2 separate regions of the Mus musculus genome follow, and region 1 is linked to region 2. Evidence: chromatin contacts called from public Hi-C data. All regions are on one chromosome and are shown on one strand. Each heading gives the region's core, a stretch centred on a gene start, on an enhancer-like site or on the middle of the called end of the contact. The rest is flanking DNA. Distances are from core to core; before and after follow the strand shown. Region 1 has its middle 4.0 kb from the start of Gm36481. Region 2 holds the start of E130006D01Rik (RIKEN cDNA E130006D01 gene).

Region 1 (6,430 bases), core at 1,886-4,385, 58 kb after region 2:
ACCTGCTGCTAATGCCTGGCCTTTTATCATGATAGAGAGGTGGAGTGATCAGGTAGATTAGCAGACACGTATGAACATAGATAGACGCACAGGCATGTGTGTCTATCCGCAGACAGAAATGCACAGACACAGAGATGTGCTCACAGAGCTAATGCTCCTTGCATAGGTGAAATCCTGAATGTACACTGATAACGACCCTAGGTTGCAGATCCAAGCCTGACTTGTAATCTCCCTGCCTTCTCACCTGATCCATTCACCTGGGAGCCCTGAGCCAAAAGAATGGATGCCTATATGAAATAAGTCCAGGAGGTAGCGGCAGGTGTCCAAGTGTCCCCAGTATGGGCACATCTCCCACACAGTACCCTCACCATCCCATCTGGCCACCCCTCTCTTAAAATCCCATACGTGACCTTCAGCCACCAAGAGAACCAATATCCAAAATAGACTTATTTTTCTGCTTCATGCGCTGTCGGGAGCTGTGGGGAACAGGGTCACTTCTCAATGTGTGCTCATAGGCACAAGCATCGGTGCTGACAGGTCATTCCCTCCTGACTGGTCTTCAGAAACACCTCAAGGTGCCAGACAGCCTTGAATGGCCTTCAGCACAATATGATATGAGACCCTGGATCCTACCTGACTGGATTGAGTTCTATTTCTTTTTTGCTCTTTATTCCACTCTCCTTGTTCCATCAAGCCAGTAAAGATGGTGTGCCCTAGACACAGAGCAGTGCCACCGAATCTGTGCCCAGCTGTGGAGAGAGGGATGCAGGGAGGTGATGGAGACGGGGGAGACGAGAGGTGAGCAACAGAAGGAAGCTGATTGAATGGAAAGGAAACACAGAAGGAAGAGAAGGTCAGACAAGAAGATCTAAGAGGCAAGAGAAGGGCTGGGGTCTGCCCAGTGCATGTCAGGCCCTGGATCTAACCCAGTGACACACGTACACAAGGTAGGCTAAGGGCCATGAAGGGAAAACAAAGGAGAAAAGATGAGAGGGAGAGCCAGAGAAAGGAAGGGAATGAGAGGAAGCAGACATGTCACCTAGGAAACAATCAAGAGCCAAGAGGGTCAAGGGAGAGTGGGGAGAGCAGACAGATGACAGACATAAAGTAAGAATGGCAGACCAACAGATATGAAGTGAGGACAACAGACAGACATGATGCCCAAAGACAATGTCTCATTCCTTGCCCAAGGTCCCAGGACTCTCATGATGGTCAATGTCGGCAGCACCAAGACCCAGACATATGGACACGTTCACGCCCAGTGACCGCCCACCTCTTGGTCTTCCCTCAGTTGCATTTTATAAACCTTGCCAAAAAACCCACCCTGATTCCCCCAGAAGTCCCAGAGAAGGCCAGAAGCAGTGTGGCTACAATGTGACCTTGTGTGGCTCCTTTCTGTGTGTCCTGGGTTCAAGTAGGCATGGAGCCCACCATGACTGTTCCCATTCCTTGGGCTCATCATTCCAAAGGCCAGGTGATTGCTGAGTTTGGGGTGGGTGTCCCCTAAAGACTTGTGTGCCCAAGGCTTGGTCTCAGGGGAGCTGTTTTGGAAGGTTGGACCACTGGAAGGGAGGATGGACTGTCCTTCATCCTCAAGGGGATCGCTCATGGGGTCCCAGTCTCCTGCTTTGTGGGCATACAATGAGAATTGCTATGTGCACATGGGGACCAGATGTAAGCCCCTTGAGACAAAATCTCTGAACTTAAAACTAGGCTGATGTGCAAATCCCTGGAAGCCATGATAAAAAGCCAAGTGTGGCCAAGAGTGTTTGGAACCCCAGTACCATGAGAGGCAGAAGCCAGAGGACCAGAGAGGCTTGCTGGCCATCTGCTCCCCACCCCCTTTTCTGTCTCTGTTTCTCTCTCTGTCTCTCTGATTCTGTTTCTCTTTCTCCATCTCTCTGTCTCTCTGTCTCTGTTTTTCTTTTTCCATCTCTCTGTCTCTCTCTGTTTCTCTATCTCTCTGTGACTCTGTTTCTCTCTGTATGTTTCTCTTTCTCTGTCTCTCTGTCTCTCTGTCTCTCTGTCTCTCTGTGTCTGTCTCTGTCTCTCTGTGTCTGTCTCTCTGTCTCTCTCTGTCTCTGTCTTTCTGTCTCTCTCTCTCTCTCTCTCTCTCTCTCTCTCTCACACACACACACACACACACACACACACACACATACACCACAAAGACATTTCAAAGAAAACTTCATTTTAACCCCAAAGAGTGAATTTCTGCTCCCCAAAGAGCAAATTGCCATGCAGCTTTCCCAGGACAGTGACGATGGCGACAGCCACTAGCTACTGTGCTTTTCATACGCTCGCCTTCTGGGCTCTGTGTCACGTGTCTTATAATTCATCATTAGCTGGCTTCTTCTTGTGATTCGCTTCTTTAGCGTCTTCTCTGAAGTCTCCAGGTTAGCTATTTTCAGAGCCCCGAAGCTGAGCAGTTGAGAGACGGTGTGGAAGCCACTGACTTCTACCTACACACATGATTATTTTACATGCCTCCCTTAGTGTGCAGTCAGCCTCTGTTCCCACAGCAACACACCCTCGGTCGGCTTCATCCAGCACTTTACAGAAGCTATTTTTATTGTATTTATTTATTTATAGGAGGTACACATGACACTGTACATGTGGGGGTCAGAAGACAACTTTGACATTTGATTATCTCTTCCCACCATGTGGGTCCTGGGGATTGAACTCAGGTCAGCAGGATTGGCTGCAGTTGCCTTTACCCCCTGAGCCATCTCTCTGGCCCTCTTCAGACCATTTTCAATGCAGAACCTGTCATCATTCTCCAGACAATGAGGTGCAGCAACTGTCTCCACAGCTGTCATGTTGAAGCAGGGGTCAAAGGTCACATGGGAGTGATTGACATGTGCAGCAGCCTCCTCAGCAAATGCCGCAACACTCCACTGTATGTAAGGGATGGGCATCCCAGATCCTGGTGCCCAGGGAGGTCTGGAGGCAAGCCCTGTGGTTGCTGAGAAGGGACTGAATATGTCATACACTACATCCCATTACACACATTGTATAGAATGTATAATGTAACACAGTGTGCTTGTCATACCACACATTTCCATGTGTGTGACATGCCACGCGGATGTCGCACACGGGAGCCCTGGCAACGGCAGGGAGAGAAAGCAGAATCCGGGTGTGCAGCCCAGCTAGGATCAGGTGTCTTACCATTAATAACTAGGCACAATTATGCAGGAATGTTTCCAAGGCTTTGAACAAACCCTGTTTACCTTCAGCCTTACAGAGCGAGGGGAGGGGCATCCAAGGGAATTTTAATCTTAGACTAGAGACTTATTTTTACCCTAAGATGGCTTGATGAGGGGTGGGTGGGGGCACGATTTAATCAGGAATGTACTTGGCATGCAAGCATGAGAAATGGAGTTCAGGTTTCCAGAACCTACCAAAAAGCCAGGTATGGTGGTACACATTTATAACCCAGTGCTGACGATGGGGAGATGGAAATGCCTGGAGTTCGCTGGTTAGCCTGACTGGTAAGCAAATGACAGACCCCATCTTAAAGGGAGCAAGAAACATCTAGAAAGAGGTCACCTGAGGTAGGTATCCTCAGTCTTATACATGTAGGGGCACATAGGTGTACCTCCTCCAACACACACACACAGACACACACACATACACAGATACACACACATACACAGATACATAGAGAGAGACAGACAGACAGATAGACATAGAGATACACACAGATACACAGAGACAAACAGACAGAGAGACACAGAGAGATACACATTCATACACAGATACATGCATATATACAGATACATGCATACATACATATATACACACAGAGATACACACAGAGAGAGACACAGATACACACATATACACAGATACACACACATACATAGATACACACAGAGATATACCCACACTCAGATACACACACACATACACAGACACAGAGAGATACACACACATATACACAGATACACACAAAGATATACAGATGCAATTACACACAGAAATACACAGATACACACAGACAGACAGACAGTCAGACAGACAGACAGACACCGAGATACACAGACACATACACAGATACACACAGAGAAACATACACACTCAGATATACACACATATACAGATACAGACACATACACAGATGCACACACACATACACAGATACACATAGAGAGAGACAGACACAGAGAGATACACAGATACACACAGAGATACATACACACTCCGACACACACATACACAGATACACACACACAGATACATACACAGTCAGACACACACATACACAGATACACACACATACACAGATACACACAGAAATACATACTCAGATACACACACAAACATACACACACACAGAGATACAGATACACACTTACACACAGAGACAGGCAGACAGACAGACAGACACACACACACACAAAATAGGTTCACTTGGAAGAGACACACAGAGCCAAGTGATGACCATTCCTGCTGTGCACAGATGCTGGGTCCCAGAACATCTGCAGGAGTGAGAGCCGGCGTCCTTTTTATTCACAGTGGGAACCCCGGAGCATATTGCTGCTGACCAGCAGGACTCTGAAAAGCTCTGCCTCACTCAGGCCCCTCCCTGGCATGGAGGGGGCCTGACCCATGTCCTCAACAGCATTTGTGGTACCCTATCCTCTTTCTCTGGGTAACAGGGCCAGGCCTCTAGACCTTTGTCACCGACCACAGAACTAGTAGCCTCTCGGCTGAGCTCGCTCATCCACTCACACTGCTGAGGCCGAAACTAAGTCCTTTCCTCACTTAAGACAGAGGAAGATGCAGAGTCCGTCAGCTTGGAGAGCCACGGAATACTCGGGGACCACAGGACTTTCATAAAAGGCAATTTCTGTAGCTCGCCGCGGGGATAAAAGCGATGGTATTTTTCCTTTCTTTTGCTTTGGAACTTGATGAAATCATGAGATTATCCGATGGGGGGTGGGGGGGAAGATGGGCTCCCCACAGGGGCCGTGCCTCAGGGGCTGCAGGGGCGGGGCCGCAGGGGCGGGGCCGCAGGGGAGGGGCCGCAGGGGCGGGGCCGCAGGGGCGGGGCCGCAGGGGCGGGGCCGCAGGGGCGGGGCCGCGGGCGCCTTACCAGATGAGCCATGCCTGGCAGCCCACTCTGCAGTGTTAGCTGTCCATGGTGTCTATGCTACTGAGGACCATCCTTTCTTTCCCCTCCCCATCAGAGGATCTCCCATGCCGGCCTTAGCTCTTGCTCGAATGATCTCAGGGACACTGGTTCCAGAGCACTAAGAGGACAGCAGACACCTTCGCCTGCCCCAGAGCTACCACCATCCTCTCCTGAGTCAGAGGGCTTGGTTCTGCAAGATTGCTTTATGAAAGAAACAGATCCGCGGCTGCTGGTGTATCACTGGAGTCACCTGGTCGTGTGACCTTGAACAGGTCACCCGAGAATGGCCAGCCTGATGTCTGAATGATTATACCCTCTGTGACTGCGCTTCATCCGTAAAACCAGGCCTCAGAGGGTAACAGGCTGATGTCCCTGGTGATGCCCACAATCCCCAAGGACCTTGCTGAGTGACATTCATGTTCTCCACAGAGGCCTGAATACTCACCTGTAGGACAGAGAGTAGTTGTCAAGTCAGGACTTGGAGACTGGCAGATCAGGTACAGATCTTTGAGTCCTGAGATCAGGTACAGTCCCTGATTGCATCAAAATGCTGGTCTCAGCCCTGGGTGGGCACAGAGACTCTGCCACTCTTCTGGAACGTAGGTGGTAACACTGTGATCTTTGTGTTAATTTCTGTTTAGACACCTAGACGGTAATTGTTAGAATTCACCCACAGACAACCGGGATGTGGGGGCTCAAGGATTCCATATCTGAGGATTCAGTCAACTCCAGATCCAAAACAAAAGAAAAAAAAAAAAAAACATATCGCGGAAAATGCCAAAACTCAGAATTTTGAACCCACTGCAGGCTGCTCCTGTTGGCTCAAATCTCTCAGCCATTGTGTGTACAATCCAGTGGCCGCCTCTGCATTGAACAGAAACTTTGCCCTCAACGCCCATTCCCTGTTCCTTAAGCAACATAGATTTCTAGAGCATTTACGTCAGTGTGCAACGGGTCTCCTTGGGAGGATCTGTGTGCAGACATTCTCACACACTCTGCACATCAGAGGGGCTCTCCAGCCAGTCCCCACGAGGATGCTGCAGGCATTGTACCTGTTAACTGGGCATCTACTAATTCCCAAGCGCCAGCCGGATTCCCAGCATGCAAAGCTGACCCACCTGATCCTCGGGTGGTCACTGTCCAGAGGAAGGTCAGTCACCTAGAAGACAGGAAAATGCTGCATGAGACTTCAGAAGGAAGCAAGCACTTGAGGCCACCTCCCAGAAGGAGGGGGAAAATGGGGCCCTGGTAGTTGTTTATCCATGGGAGTTGTTTCCCCACACAGGTATTAAA
Region 2 (6,167 bases), core at 633-3,132:
AAACAGACACTAAACGCTGCATGGTGCACACCACTGGGCTCTTCAAGCCTATGCTTCTAATCCACAAAGCATTCGTTTGACTAGCTACTCCGTTCTATGCTGTTCCGTCTGGAGCCGTCTCCTTGCGCGACATCCAGCCGGAGCGGCCACACCAAGTTCTCTCTGCTCCTGGCCCTGTAGCCAGACTGACTCTGGGTAAGGGTTGGTCCTAAATAGCTAAGGGGAGCTGATAATAGACAGTTCAACCTTGAAACAAGGAAGTGGGGCAGCCTGCTTCCCAGTCTCCAGCCCCTTTGCGAAGGAAGTGGAGGCTTTGCTGCTGCCCCAGCCCAGGAGTCCTGTCGATTACCTCCTGGATAGAGAGAGAGACTGGATGACAAGGAGCTAAGTGTTCCCATAATTCCTAAAGAAGGCTGGACCCACCTGCTTGCTGGGAGCAGGTCAACAATTGAGCAGTGCTTCCAGGTTACCCCACACAGTGCAGGAACCTCAGCATGTCCTGGTAATGCCAGGGGCAGCAGCATGAGTAAGGGATGCTATGTGCCCTGTAGCAGATCTGCAAAGAGGCCAGGCTGGTGGGCAGTGCTGGCCTTCCTTCCAGCCCCTCTTTGACGAATGTGGTTATGGAATTTGCTTTACTAACCGGACTGTTAGTAGACATCATGCCGTCAAAGACAGAGGTCCGAAGTGTGTGTCTGTATTTCTGTGGCGCACGAGCTCTCCCTTCTTGCCTAGGCCCTGCCATGAGACCTCAGGACAGGTCTGACTCAGACCTGAAGCCTGCAGCCTGCAGCCTATAGCTGAGCCCCAGAAGGGACTGCAGAACTTAGCACAAGCCTGGGCTCCCCAGACCCCTAAACCAAAAAGAGCAGTAAGCGCTGTTGTGACCAGTGATCTGCGGAGACCACTTATCATGTAGTAGTAGCAGTATAGTAGCTAGCTGGTACAACGAATTGCTGTTCCTGGGTTCTTATGACAGACTGCCAGGCATAGTCCACGATGCTAGATAAATAAGTGTCCCTAAGACTCTGTAACTGTCGTAGTTTGTGTAAAGAGAATCACTCTACCACAAAAGGATGCATTTTTAGAGTCTAACCTTAGACCATAGCTGTCTATACTAAGATGTTGACTAACCATAACTGTGTTTAGCATTAATAGCCTCCCTGAGATCACACCCTCTCTCTCACAGCCAGAGCCAAGGCCCGTCCTTCTCGAGTGGGGTCAAGTACCCTCCCAGGACCACCCGCCCACATCCACCAACACGCCAGCCTGCCTCTCCTTGATGTTCGCCAGGAACCAGAGAGAAGTGTTGAATATGTTCTTGGCTACTTTTCCTTGCAACTCCCAGCGGCCCTGCTTACAAACTGAATCAGTTATCAGCTAGTTAGACTGCAGTCCCGGGAGGCGCCGCCCGCATACGGATGGGGCGCATGCATTATTCAGCGAGGAGCCGGGAGAAATGAGCAGCGCGTCCAGAGCCAGAACAGCAGTGGCAGTAAGGGAATAATTAGCGGGCTGTCACTCCTCCTTGTCAGGGCTTCCTCCCTCAACACATGAGGGAAAATAAAAAAATAAATCTTATTTTTTTTTTTTTTTTAAGAAGAAGAAGAAGAAGAAAAAAAAAGGCAGAGTGGATCATCTTGCTCCCGAGGCAGCTGGTAGGCTAAAATGTGACACCAAAGAAGCCAGAAGCTGGTCGCTGGTTTGGTTCACAAAGCCAAGGCCTGGAGACCCCCACCCCACCCCCACACACACCATTATCTTATCGACTCTCCTTCCTGCTTGGTGATTCCCGAGTGCAGCCCCGCCTTTCATTCAGATGTCCACGCGTTTCCATAGCACCAGAAACGAAATGTCTCCTTGAAAGGGAAGGGTGGTCCTGGGAGGGGACATTAGGACTTAGCACGAGAGCCACCGGGCTCTGGGCTGCGGAGGAGGTTGGAGGTGACCTTCCAGAAGGAACGTGGGACAAGGGTGAGGAGCTGGAGTCCAAAGCCAAGCTGGCTCCTTGGGGGGTTGTGTTGGGGGGGGGGGGGACTGCGCATAAGATTATTCATGAGTTTACGCACAGAAACGAATCATTTCGCTGAGTGGCTTCCTCTTTCTCAAGGAAGCTATTTTTATTTATCTATTAATATCTTGCTGGAATTTTTTCAGGGGGGGTGCGGTTGATACACGCTGGTTTGTCATTTAAGGTGTGAAGGTCTGGGATATGGGGGGAAGGATCGGTGACCGCCCCCTCCAGAAAAATAGCCAAGAACCAGTGAGAGGAGTGGTAGGAGGGGCCAGGATGGCTTTGTGTTTGATCTGTGCCTCTGCTCCTAGGAGACTTGAGACTTTCTTGGCTTTCTGCCCTTCTGATGCTGTGGCACTCACCTCATCGGGACAGGAGTTGCTTTGTATAAGAAGCGGCTGCAGGAACAGGCAGACACACAGCTAAGAATGACCCTGGGGATCCAGAGCAAATCAAAGACCCAGGAGACGCCAGGCTCAGCTCTAGGGTGGCTCTCATTTGGTAAACATGTCATGTCATAAGAACCCCTCTGCTCTGTTAGTAAAGCTCACCTTAGGGTGAGAGGAATTTTTTGTTTTTGTCCTACAAAGTCAGAGTTAAAGGGAATGCCTTCATGAGCCCAGACTTAGAAAGACCATTAACAGGTACACCACTGCTTTTTTTACCTGATCCTGGCAGACATGACTAATCCATGCTAGAGCACTCAATGGACATCTAAGCCTTAAGAGGATGCCAAAAGGAAAGAGGTGCTACCGGGAAAAAGCTCTACGAGACCCTGTATTCATGGGCGTGGGAGGTAGCTGATCCTCAAGGGAGCAGGAAATAACATTGTGGAATTAGACTATATACTCTGAAACAGCCAAGCAGTTCTGCAGAGGGAGACTGAACCGGAGTTAAGATAGCTGTGACCTCACACAGGACTGTCTGAGTCTGAGGCCTCAGCTCTGCCATGTAAGAAACATGTTTGGGGTAGAGATTCAATGGGAAGCAGCATGGAGAATCTAATGGGGTGCCTCATTTCCTACACGTTGCTTCCCTGGCTCAGTATACTAGCCACATTGAGATCATGTGCTCTGGAACAGATTAGCAATGTCTGCTTGGGCACTGAGAAAAGAAATACTGTTATGCTTGCTATGGTACCTTATGCCTGGCAGACACCTGCTCAAGCCAATTGTGATCCTGGGAATTGTCTCAAGCCCTTTAGTTAAATTTAGCTCTCTTCAAACTTCTGCTGCTTCCTTTTATTATTTCTTTCTTTCTTTCTTTCTTTCTTTCTTTCTTTCTTTATTTATTTATTTATTTACCATGACCCTTCCTCATTGCATTGGATCTTCAGGGGACAGGCCAGGATTCAGTCACTTTCTGTCCCCAACAGCCAACACAATGGTTGGCATATCCATAGTATTCCCCACGAACATTGGTTGAATGAAAAAAATGATTTTATCCTTAGAAAATCTGACCCCTTTCTGGGCCTGACGTCAGGTAGTCAACCCAAACTGACCCTTATTACATACATACATACATACATACATACATACATACATACATACATACATTTGTGTTTGTGTGGGTGGTGTTGGTGGATGCACACATGCCATGGGGTTTCTGGGACTGAATTCAGGAATGAAACATGAATGTTAAGACACCTCTGCTTCCCACATTATCCCTTCTGGGAGATCCTTTCTGTCTTCCCATACTTTCCTTGCATGCAGAGGCTCCGAAAATGGCCTTCAAGGGAATCCTGTGGTACACACCATCCTCCCTTTCTCCCTGTGTCTCCCAGAGCTCTGCATGGAAGGCTTTAACTAGAGGGAGGGGAGGGTGCCAAGGGGCCTTGGGACACTGCCACCGGGGAGGGGAGGAGGCTGATGGCAGAGATATGGACAGCTTGGCTAGTGGCCAGCAGAGACATTGTAAAAACCGAATATCCAGCCAGGTGAGACAAACAGAACCCAGTGATAGACCACTTCTTGAGGAATAGTGGTGGGCAGTCTCCACACATCCCAGAGATGGTTCTAGCCAAGTGCTACCTGTAGCCCTGTGACAAGAGCCTTTACCAAATTTGTATTAGATGGGATGGTTGGTCCTGGTTGTCAGCTTGATGGGATTTAGCATCACCATGGAAACAGAGCCCTGATCATTTCTGTGAAGGAACCTGGACTGGACTGAGGTGGGGAAACCTACCCTGATCATGGGTGGCACATCCTGTGGGCTGCGGGCCCAGACTTGGTAAAGATGAGAACTCAGCTGAGAACTATTTCCCTCTCCTTCTCTGCTGTGGATGCAGTGTGACCCGCTGCCTCATGCTCCTGTTGTGACCACTCCTGTCTCTCAGGCATCTGTGGATTTGCTGGTGTATGACCCACTGCAGGAGCAAATCATAGCTGACACCGGCTCACTGCAGAGAAAGGACCTCTGTGTGGTCCCATGGGGTGTCTTCAGGAGTGATAAGGATGGCCCTCAGAGTTTATGTGTCCAGCATGAAGCTGAAGTATGTGGGCAGATGGTGTCTGTATCTGTGGATCTCTGCAGGCAGCAATGGGTGTTTCATGGACATATATAATGTAAATCATACATGTTACACAGACATATAGGATGTGCAGTGGGGTGCAGACACTTTTTTTTTCTTAGAATGAGGACATTGTCTGAAACCTGACTTTGTAAAATTACATCAAAGCATTAGAGAATCAGTAACTGAAAACCATGGGGCCGTATGATGGTGACCAGTCTTGGACTACAATATAATTCCATCCCCATTCTATTTAGATAAACTTGGCTTTTCAGTCTTGTCTGCAAAATGAGATGAAGGCCTCTAGAGGCCCCAGAAGTGCTGAGTTGGTCCTTGCAAACCCTTAACTGCACAGTGCTAGGTAGTTGGCAATCTTTTTGAACTTGTAGTATTGTTGTTTATTGAACACAGAGCTCATGGTGGATGCCACCATGAACCTCTGGGGAACTTCATACTCATTCCATTTTACAGATGAGGGCATTTGAGCTCGGAGAGATTGAGTCCCTTGCCTCAGGTCACACAGTAGAATGCTCCCATAAACCTGTAACAAATATTTCTTGGCTACCAACAAAACAAAGGGTCTCTCCAATGTTATGCCAACCCCTGATTGGATACCTGTAACCCTGCATCCAACTGGGAACCATGCAGACAGTAGAAGGTTTTCTTTCCTATTAGAAGTCGAAACACTGGCAGTGGTGACATCACGGACCCTCAGTTCTCTGCAATAGAGAGAGGTCTCTTGGTAGCTGAGTCCAAAGCCAGGAGCATGGAAGTGCAGACATGATAGTCTGCCCTTACTTTCTACTTGACTGAATCTGGAGTCACCAAGGAGACACACCTCTGGATGTGTCCACAAGTGAGTCTCCAGATCAGTTAGTTGCCTGAGGTGGGAAGTTATCTGAATGTGCATGGCACTGTTCCAGGGGCTGAGGCAGTCCCAGAGTGAACACGAAGGAGAACTTGAGCTGTGTATTAGTCATTATTTTCTTTATCTGCTTCCTGACTACAGACATGGTGGGCTAACTGCCCCCCACCTCCAGCATCATAGCATGACTCTGCTCTGATGGACCACACCCACCCATCTCTATGATGACCACAGCCTCCCACTGCTATGATGAGCACACCTACCCATCTCTATGATGACCGCACCCACCCATCTCTATGATGACCACACACACACACATCTCTATGATGACCACACCCTCTCACTGCTCTGATGGACCACAACCACTCATCTCTATGATGACCACACCTTCCCACTGCTATGATGACCACACCCACTCATCTCTATGATGACCACACCCTCTCACTGCTCTGATGGACCACACCCACTCATTTCTATAATGGCCACACACACCCATCTCTATGATGACCACACTTTCCCACTGCTATGATGACCACACCCACCCATCTCTATGATGACCACACCCTCTCACTGCTCTGATGGACCACACCCACTCATTTCTATGATGACCACACACACCCATCTCTATGATGACCACACCTTCCCACTGCTCTGATGGACCACACCCTCCCACTGTGAGCCAAGTCAATAAAACTTCTCTCTTAAGTTGCTTTTCTCAGGTTCTTTGTTGCATTCATGAGAACCTTAGTACCTTACCTTCTCACTGATCAGGCAGCATC

What was found. A called contact is a pair of places that touch in the nucleus more often than the background predicts.
Region 1: a Hi-C map of forebrain shows a contact between it and region 2, with 2.0 times the contacts expected there. The contact joins the enhancer-like site here to the promoter of E130006D01Rik in region 2. A contact is called at or near these places in 3 of 484 Hi-C or Micro-C datasets (cortical neurons and forebrain) and 1 of 115 datasets of contacts at active chromatin or transcription factors (embryonic stem cells).

Annotation. Positions count from the first base shown.
Region 1 is chr5:111,700,491-111,706,920 of GRCm38.p6, reverse strand. No RefSeq gene overlaps it. Among named protein-coding and RNA genes, the nearest start is that of Gm36481, 4.0 kb to the left of the region's middle. Within about 2 kb of position 3,135, at least 19 of the 459 cell types and tissues checked have an H3K27ac peak or open chromatin away from gene starts, as enhancers often do. A contact at or near this core is called in cortical neurons and forebrain, where this site is marked.
Region 2 is chr5:111,757,443-111,763,609 of GRCm38.p6, reverse strand. E130006D01Rik (RIKEN cDNA E130006D01 gene) reads left to right here and starts at 1,882. Exons shown (of 4, transcript NR_045834.1): 1 at 1,882-1,974.